Regions from separate parts of the Mus musculus genome. Here region 2 is linked to region 1. Evidence: chromatin contacts called from public Hi-C data. All regions are on one chromosome and are shown on one strand. The core of a region is the stretch at or near the end of the contact, and the rest is flanking DNA. Distances in the headings are between cores, read along the strand shown.

Evidence for each region. Hi-C and Micro-C count contacts between places; a contact is called where the count stands out from the background.
Region 2: a contact with region 1 is called in a Hi-C map of bone marrow-derived macrophages, with 22 read pairs. The contact joins two enhancer-like sites. A contact is called at or near these places in 2 of 39 promoter capture datasets (embryonic stem cells and neural stem cells), 5 of 15 datasets of contacts at CTCF or cohesin (the NIH/3T3 cell line, hippocampal excitatory neurons, large pre-B cells and 1 more), 98 of 484 Hi-C or Micro-C datasets (the 63-12 cell line, the AML12 cell line, B cells and 58 more), 18 of 115 datasets of contacts at active chromatin or transcription factors (the 230-238 cell line, the NIH/3T3 cell line, astrocytes and 14 more) and 3 of 9 other capture datasets (embryonic stem cells, embryonic tail and embryonic trunk).

The regions. Positions count from the first base shown.
Region 1 is chr6:88,946,663-88,949,362 of GRCm38.p6, forward strand. No RefSeq gene overlaps it. Among named protein-coding and RNA genes, the nearest start is that of Gm36354, 8.1 kb to the left of the region's middle. Within about 2 kb of position 1,274, at least 1 of the 459 cell types and tissues checked has an H3K27ac peak or open chromatin away from gene starts, as enhancers often do. A contact at or near this core is called in bone marrow-derived macrophages, where this site is marked.
Region 2 is chr6:89,626,763-89,629,592 of GRCm38.p6, forward strand. No RefSeq gene overlaps it. Among named protein-coding and RNA genes, the nearest start is that of Txnrd3, 16 kb to the right of the region's middle. Within about 2 kb of position 1,484, at least 15 of the 459 cell types and tissues checked have an H3K27ac peak or open chromatin away from gene starts, as enhancers often do. A contact at or near this core is called in bone marrow-derived macrophages, where this site is marked.

The DNA of each region.
Region 1 (2,700 bases), core at 24-2,523:
GCCTGGCCCTTTGCCCTTTGTCTTGTGCCCAAACTTAGGTCTGTTTCACTGAAAGAGGACAATTTGCCTGGTATCCCCGCACTTTACTGTTCACGCTGCACTTTTAGAAAGTAGAGCTGCTGCCAGGAGTAACAGCCTGGTTAACAATCAGGTGGATATGGCCGGGCTCGGTGGTACACGTCGGTCATCCCAGAGCTCCCGAGGTGGGAATCCAGGAAAACCAGGAGCTCCAAGTCATCTTCAGCCGCACGGTGAGGCCAGGTTGGGCTACACAAGACTGAAGCTCAAGGGGAAAAAAATCAAGTGACTATGAAAATGTTGAAGCTATATAAATAGCTTTGCATCGATGTGATAAAGCGCCAGAGATAATCAGCTGTAAAACGGGAAAGGCTGGGCTGGTAAGATGGCTTTGTGGGGAAGGGCATTTTACCTGCTGCCAAGCCTGGTACTTGAATTTGACTCCTGGAACCTATATGGTGGGAGGAAAGGATGTAGTTAACCTCTGCTTTTCACACATTTACACACATGTGCTTTAGCATGTCCCCCCACACACATATAAAAGAAAAGGTAATTTAAAATAATTTTAAAGAATAATGGCTTGTTCTGGCTCACAGTTTTGGGGGTCTCAGTGCACAGCTGGTTGCCTTTGTTGCTTTTGGAGCTGCTGGGGCAGAATATGGTGGTGGGATCATGTGGTGGGGGGAGTTTCTCCTGTCATCCTTTCTGGGAAGCAAAGAGAAAGAGGAAGGGACAGGAGAGATGGCTCAGAGGTTAAGAGCACTTGTTGCTCTTGCAGAGGACCTGGAGTCAGTGCCCAGCACCCACATGGTGGCTCACAACCATCAGTAACCATCTAGTTCCAGGGGGGTCTGATGATGTCTTTTGAACTCCTCAGGCACTAGGCTTGCATGTGGGACATGGACACAGGTAGGCAAAACACTCCTACACATTAAGAAAAGTGAGAGAGGGGCTGGTGAGATGGCTCAGTGGGTAAGAGCACCCGACTGCTCTTCCGAAGGTCCGAAGTTCAAATCCTAGCAACCACATGGTGGCTCACAACCACCCGTAATGAGATCTGATGACCTCTTCTGGTGCATCTGAAGATAGCTACAGTGTACTTACATATAATAAATAAATAAATAAATAAATAAATAAATAAATAAATAAATCTTTTAAAAAAAAAAAAAGAAAAGTGAGAGAGAGAAAGAGGAAGGACCAGGGTCTGTCCCACTGTCCCCTTCAAACACACACTCCCATCTTCTAAATAGTGTCACAGGCTGGTGACCAACCTCTTGGCACAGGGCCTTCAGCAGACAGTTCCTCAAATAAGAGCAGAATCCAAAAAAACAAGTGGTATGTTTACACACACACACACACACACACACACACACACACACAAGCAAAGGCTTCTAAGGCATGTATCCTGGGAGTATCCACTAGGTCATGACCCTGAGCCCTGACAGAGCCCCCAAGCTCCCTTTGAGTTCTAACTCTCATCTCTTGGCAATTTTGGTGGCCAGAGCCTTCCTGTGTTTATTGCTGTGCTAAGTGATAAACATCACTGTCTAATCTTGCCTTAAAATATACATGTATGGACATTGCGCTGCCTAGCTATAGTCCCAGTGCTTAGGGAGGTAGAGGCAGGAGGGATTAAGAGCTCAAAGTCATCTTTGACTACATAGCAAATTCAAGGCCAGCCTGGACAACGTAAAACCCTGTCTCAAAAACAAACAAACAAAAGGAACAAAATTAAGCAGGCATTTGGTCTGTCTCCTCTTTGTGTCACAAGTAGCATTCCTTTAGCAAGACCCACCATACCTGTGTGTGACTGCAGTTTGCTTGGGTTCTTTGCTGCAGGATTTACTTAGATAAATATTGTGTTTCTGTTTTCCTGTTGGTGGGCTCACAGCTTGTGTTGACCTCCGGGATCTTGTGGCCGTTCTCATTCCTGTCCTGGATGCAGGGTCCATGAGGCTCTGCACTCTTCTGTGTGAAGGCTATAACTGAAGTGAATTGGAATTAGAAGTGGGATTGTCAATGTACGACTTAACTTTCTGTGATGGTTTGTATATTCTTGGACCAGGGAGTGACACCATTTGGAGGTGTGGCCTTGTTGGAATAGGTGTGACCTGGTTGGAGTAGGTGTGTCACTGTGGGTGTGGGCTTAAGACTCTCACCCCAGTTGCCTAGAAGTCAGTCTTCCACTAGCAGCCTTTGGATGAAGACATAGAACTCTCAGCTCTGCCTGCACCATGCCTGCCTAGATGCTGCCATGCTCCCACCTTCATGATAATGGACTGAACCTCTGAACCTGTAAGCCAGCCTCAATTAAATGTTGTTTCTTATAAGACTTGCCTTGGTCATGGTGTCTATTCACAGTAGTAAAACCCTAACTAAGACATTTTCTTTGATGATGAGCCACAGATTCCCCCAAACAACCATTCCAGTTCTTCCACATTGTTGCTGACGCTATTACCCCACATTTTGGCTTTAGCCTGGCTCACGGCTGTGTAAAGATACTTCACTGTGGCTAGCCCTTGAATGCCCATGGTTACTGAAGGGTCCTCACAGCCTCCCCTGCACTTGTTAGCCATTTGGGTAATTTCCGTGGAGTTCCTGCTCAAGTCTTGCTCTTTCTGACTTTTTTTTTTCTAGTGGAGTTCTGTGTATTCTCTAGCCACAAGCCTTTGATCTGCCATA
Region 2 (2,830 bases), core at 234-2,733, 680 kb after region 1:
TTCTTGCATCCCCTTCTGTGCATCTTCACATTTCTTCTTGCTTCAGAAGCCTTCTATTATCTATCTTAGGGAAGAATGTGTGAGTACAAAAATGCAAGGCTCCTTTCATGCCTGAAAGGTCTTTATTCTGAGTGATAATGGGCTTTATAATGGGCCGAGTCTGTAATTACAGGTTCCAAGTGATTTTCACTCTGAACTCTGAGGATACTGCCCTGAGGATCCTGTCAGTCCCAGAACTCACACCTTCTTGTGCTGGAGAGAATTGCTTTTATGATTTCTTGGGCAATAATTTTCTTCCTTCTGTCTGCTCTCTCTTTCTAGAACTCAGTGTCCTGATATTTTCCATTTTTCTCTCGCCTATGCTCTTTCCCTCCCTTTCAGACATGGGACCTCAATATGTTACCCAGGTTGGCATCAAACACATGAGCTCATGTGACCATCCTTATTCAGCCTCCTGAGCCCTGGGATTACAGGCATGTGCTGGCCCTTTCTGATTACTAGGTCGTTTGCTGTGGCCCTTGAATAGAGCCCGTAGCTTCACACATGCTGGGTAAGCACTCTGCCATTGACTCAGCAGCCCCCCACCCCCGTGTTTTTGTTTCTTCATACTTTTTTAAAAAGAAAAAAAGATTTCTGTGTATGAGTGTTTTGCCTGCATATATGTATGTGTGTATGCGCCTAGCCTGGTACCTGCAAAGACCAGAAGACATAAGATTCCCTAGAACTGGAATTACAGATGGTTGTGAGCCACCATGCGGATGCCAGGAACCAAGAGCAGTCAGTGCTGGTAACCACTGAGCCATCTCTCCAGTGCCTCCATTTTTTTTTTTTTAATGTTCTGTTCTGGCATAATTCCTCAGCAAATTGTCAAGTCACCATCTTGATCCCTGGCTGTATTCGTTCCACTTCTCCATCTGCCTGATAAGCCATTTTCCTAGTTAAGGAATCAAGATTTTTCTATTTGTATTTTTATGAAGTCAGTATCCTTGGGCAGCGTTCTGCAGACATTCGTTATTTGAATTCAAGATTCCTGTTCTTTATATTAGGTCTGATTCCTGAGCAACACGTCCCTGTTGACTGACTCTGGCGGCTGTTCCACAGTGGCACTAGAAAGACTAATGCTCAGATTCTTAAACCAGCTCATAGATTTGCAAACAGATCTGAGCAGCTAGCAGCACCTATAGCTTTGCATGCTGAGCAGAGGTTCCCGCAGGACTGTGTCTAAGCGCTGTAACCCTACCACACTTCTTCCAACCCTCCTCTACTTCCCTGTTCCAGCACTTCTGGACAGGTTGGCTTGGTAAGACTTGGAGGGTGAGTAGATCCTTAGGAATCGAAGCAAAGTGGAGGTATCTTTTCTGGTGGAAGGCAGAGGAAGAGGAGAGAGTCAAGATGTGTCAGAATCTGTAGGATGTGAGACTCAGAGACTCTGGGTTAAGTCAGGAAATGAAATCAGTTGCGCAATGCAGAAGTGGTTGAAAGGGAAAGCAAGGCTGGTAAAGAACTGATAGGGACCATGGTGAGTGTGGTGACTGGCAGAGAGTCATCCCTAGACAGTGTTATTGTGCTAACCTTGCGGAACCATGGGGTCTATGCATCAGTAAGTGGGACTGGACCAGACACAGAAGCCTACTTTTCAGACTTCCCAGTCCTCTTCATTTTGCTTTTGGCAAGAAAAGCCCTGATTGTCCAGCTGTCAGAAGGAAAGGAGGGAGGGGGGAAGAAAAAGAAGAAAGCCTCCAGTCATCTTGTGTTCCAGTGACCTGGTGAGTGCAGGGCTATCAAAACCCCACGGAGCTTATACATGAAGCAACCTCGAGCTCTTCCTCTGCACTCAGCCTCCACATCTCTGGAACTCAGATTTTCAGTCTTGCAGGCTATAAACATCTTGCTCACAAGACCTGAGGAACTCTCCCTCGCTCCTGGCTGCTAAGTTCCCCCGGAGCCCAGAACATCCTTCATTCTAACTTGACAAAAGCGCTGTGCTTTGAGGCCTGTTTTATAGGTTTTCTGTGCTACAGGTTTGCGGTCCGTTACCGTCATCTGTCAGAGTTATAAAGCAGCACTGTGCTCACTTTCCTGTTGGTTGATTTTATTTAGACACTAATTCCTATAGCTGTTTAAAAAGAAGAAAAAGGATGAGAGCAGGCAAGGAACACATTGCAGTCTCTCAGCAAATTCTCCTTACCTGTTCCATACATCACGTCTCAGGACAAGAAGCACAAATAACTCAAGAAATACGCATAAACAACGCCACCGGTCTTTAATAACAGACAATTAGTGGTCTCCTAAGTTGCTCTCAATTTCTGGCTGTCTCTAGATACTGGCTCCTGAGGAAGGCAGTTCCAGGGCCAGTAACTATCACTCTATGTCTTTAGCAGTAGACAGGACTTTGGCCACGGAGGTACTGAATAAATTCTTGTGGGCAGAATGATTCCTGCAAGTAAGAACCAGACCTGAGAGGCCAACGTGCTGAGCCAGGTTGATGGAGCCATTTTTCAGGGGATGGGAGGAGAAGAGAAGGAGGCAGGCTGCAAAGGAACCATGAGTAATCTTGCTTAGGTCTGCAGCCAGCTTTGTCCCTTCGAGGCTGTGTCCCTGAGACAGTCATCTCTATAAAATGAGACAGGTATGCTTCGCTCTGTCACAGCCTGAAAGCTGCTTGGGCAGAAGCAAGAGGGACATAACCTCAAAGACACTGTTGGTCTCTTGGTGTCTTTTTTATTCACTGTGTAAAATTGATACATCTGTGTAGCCATTTACACAAGTCTGTTCACTGGATATGTAATCATTTACATATAATTTCCCAGTCCCAGCCTTAGCCTCTATT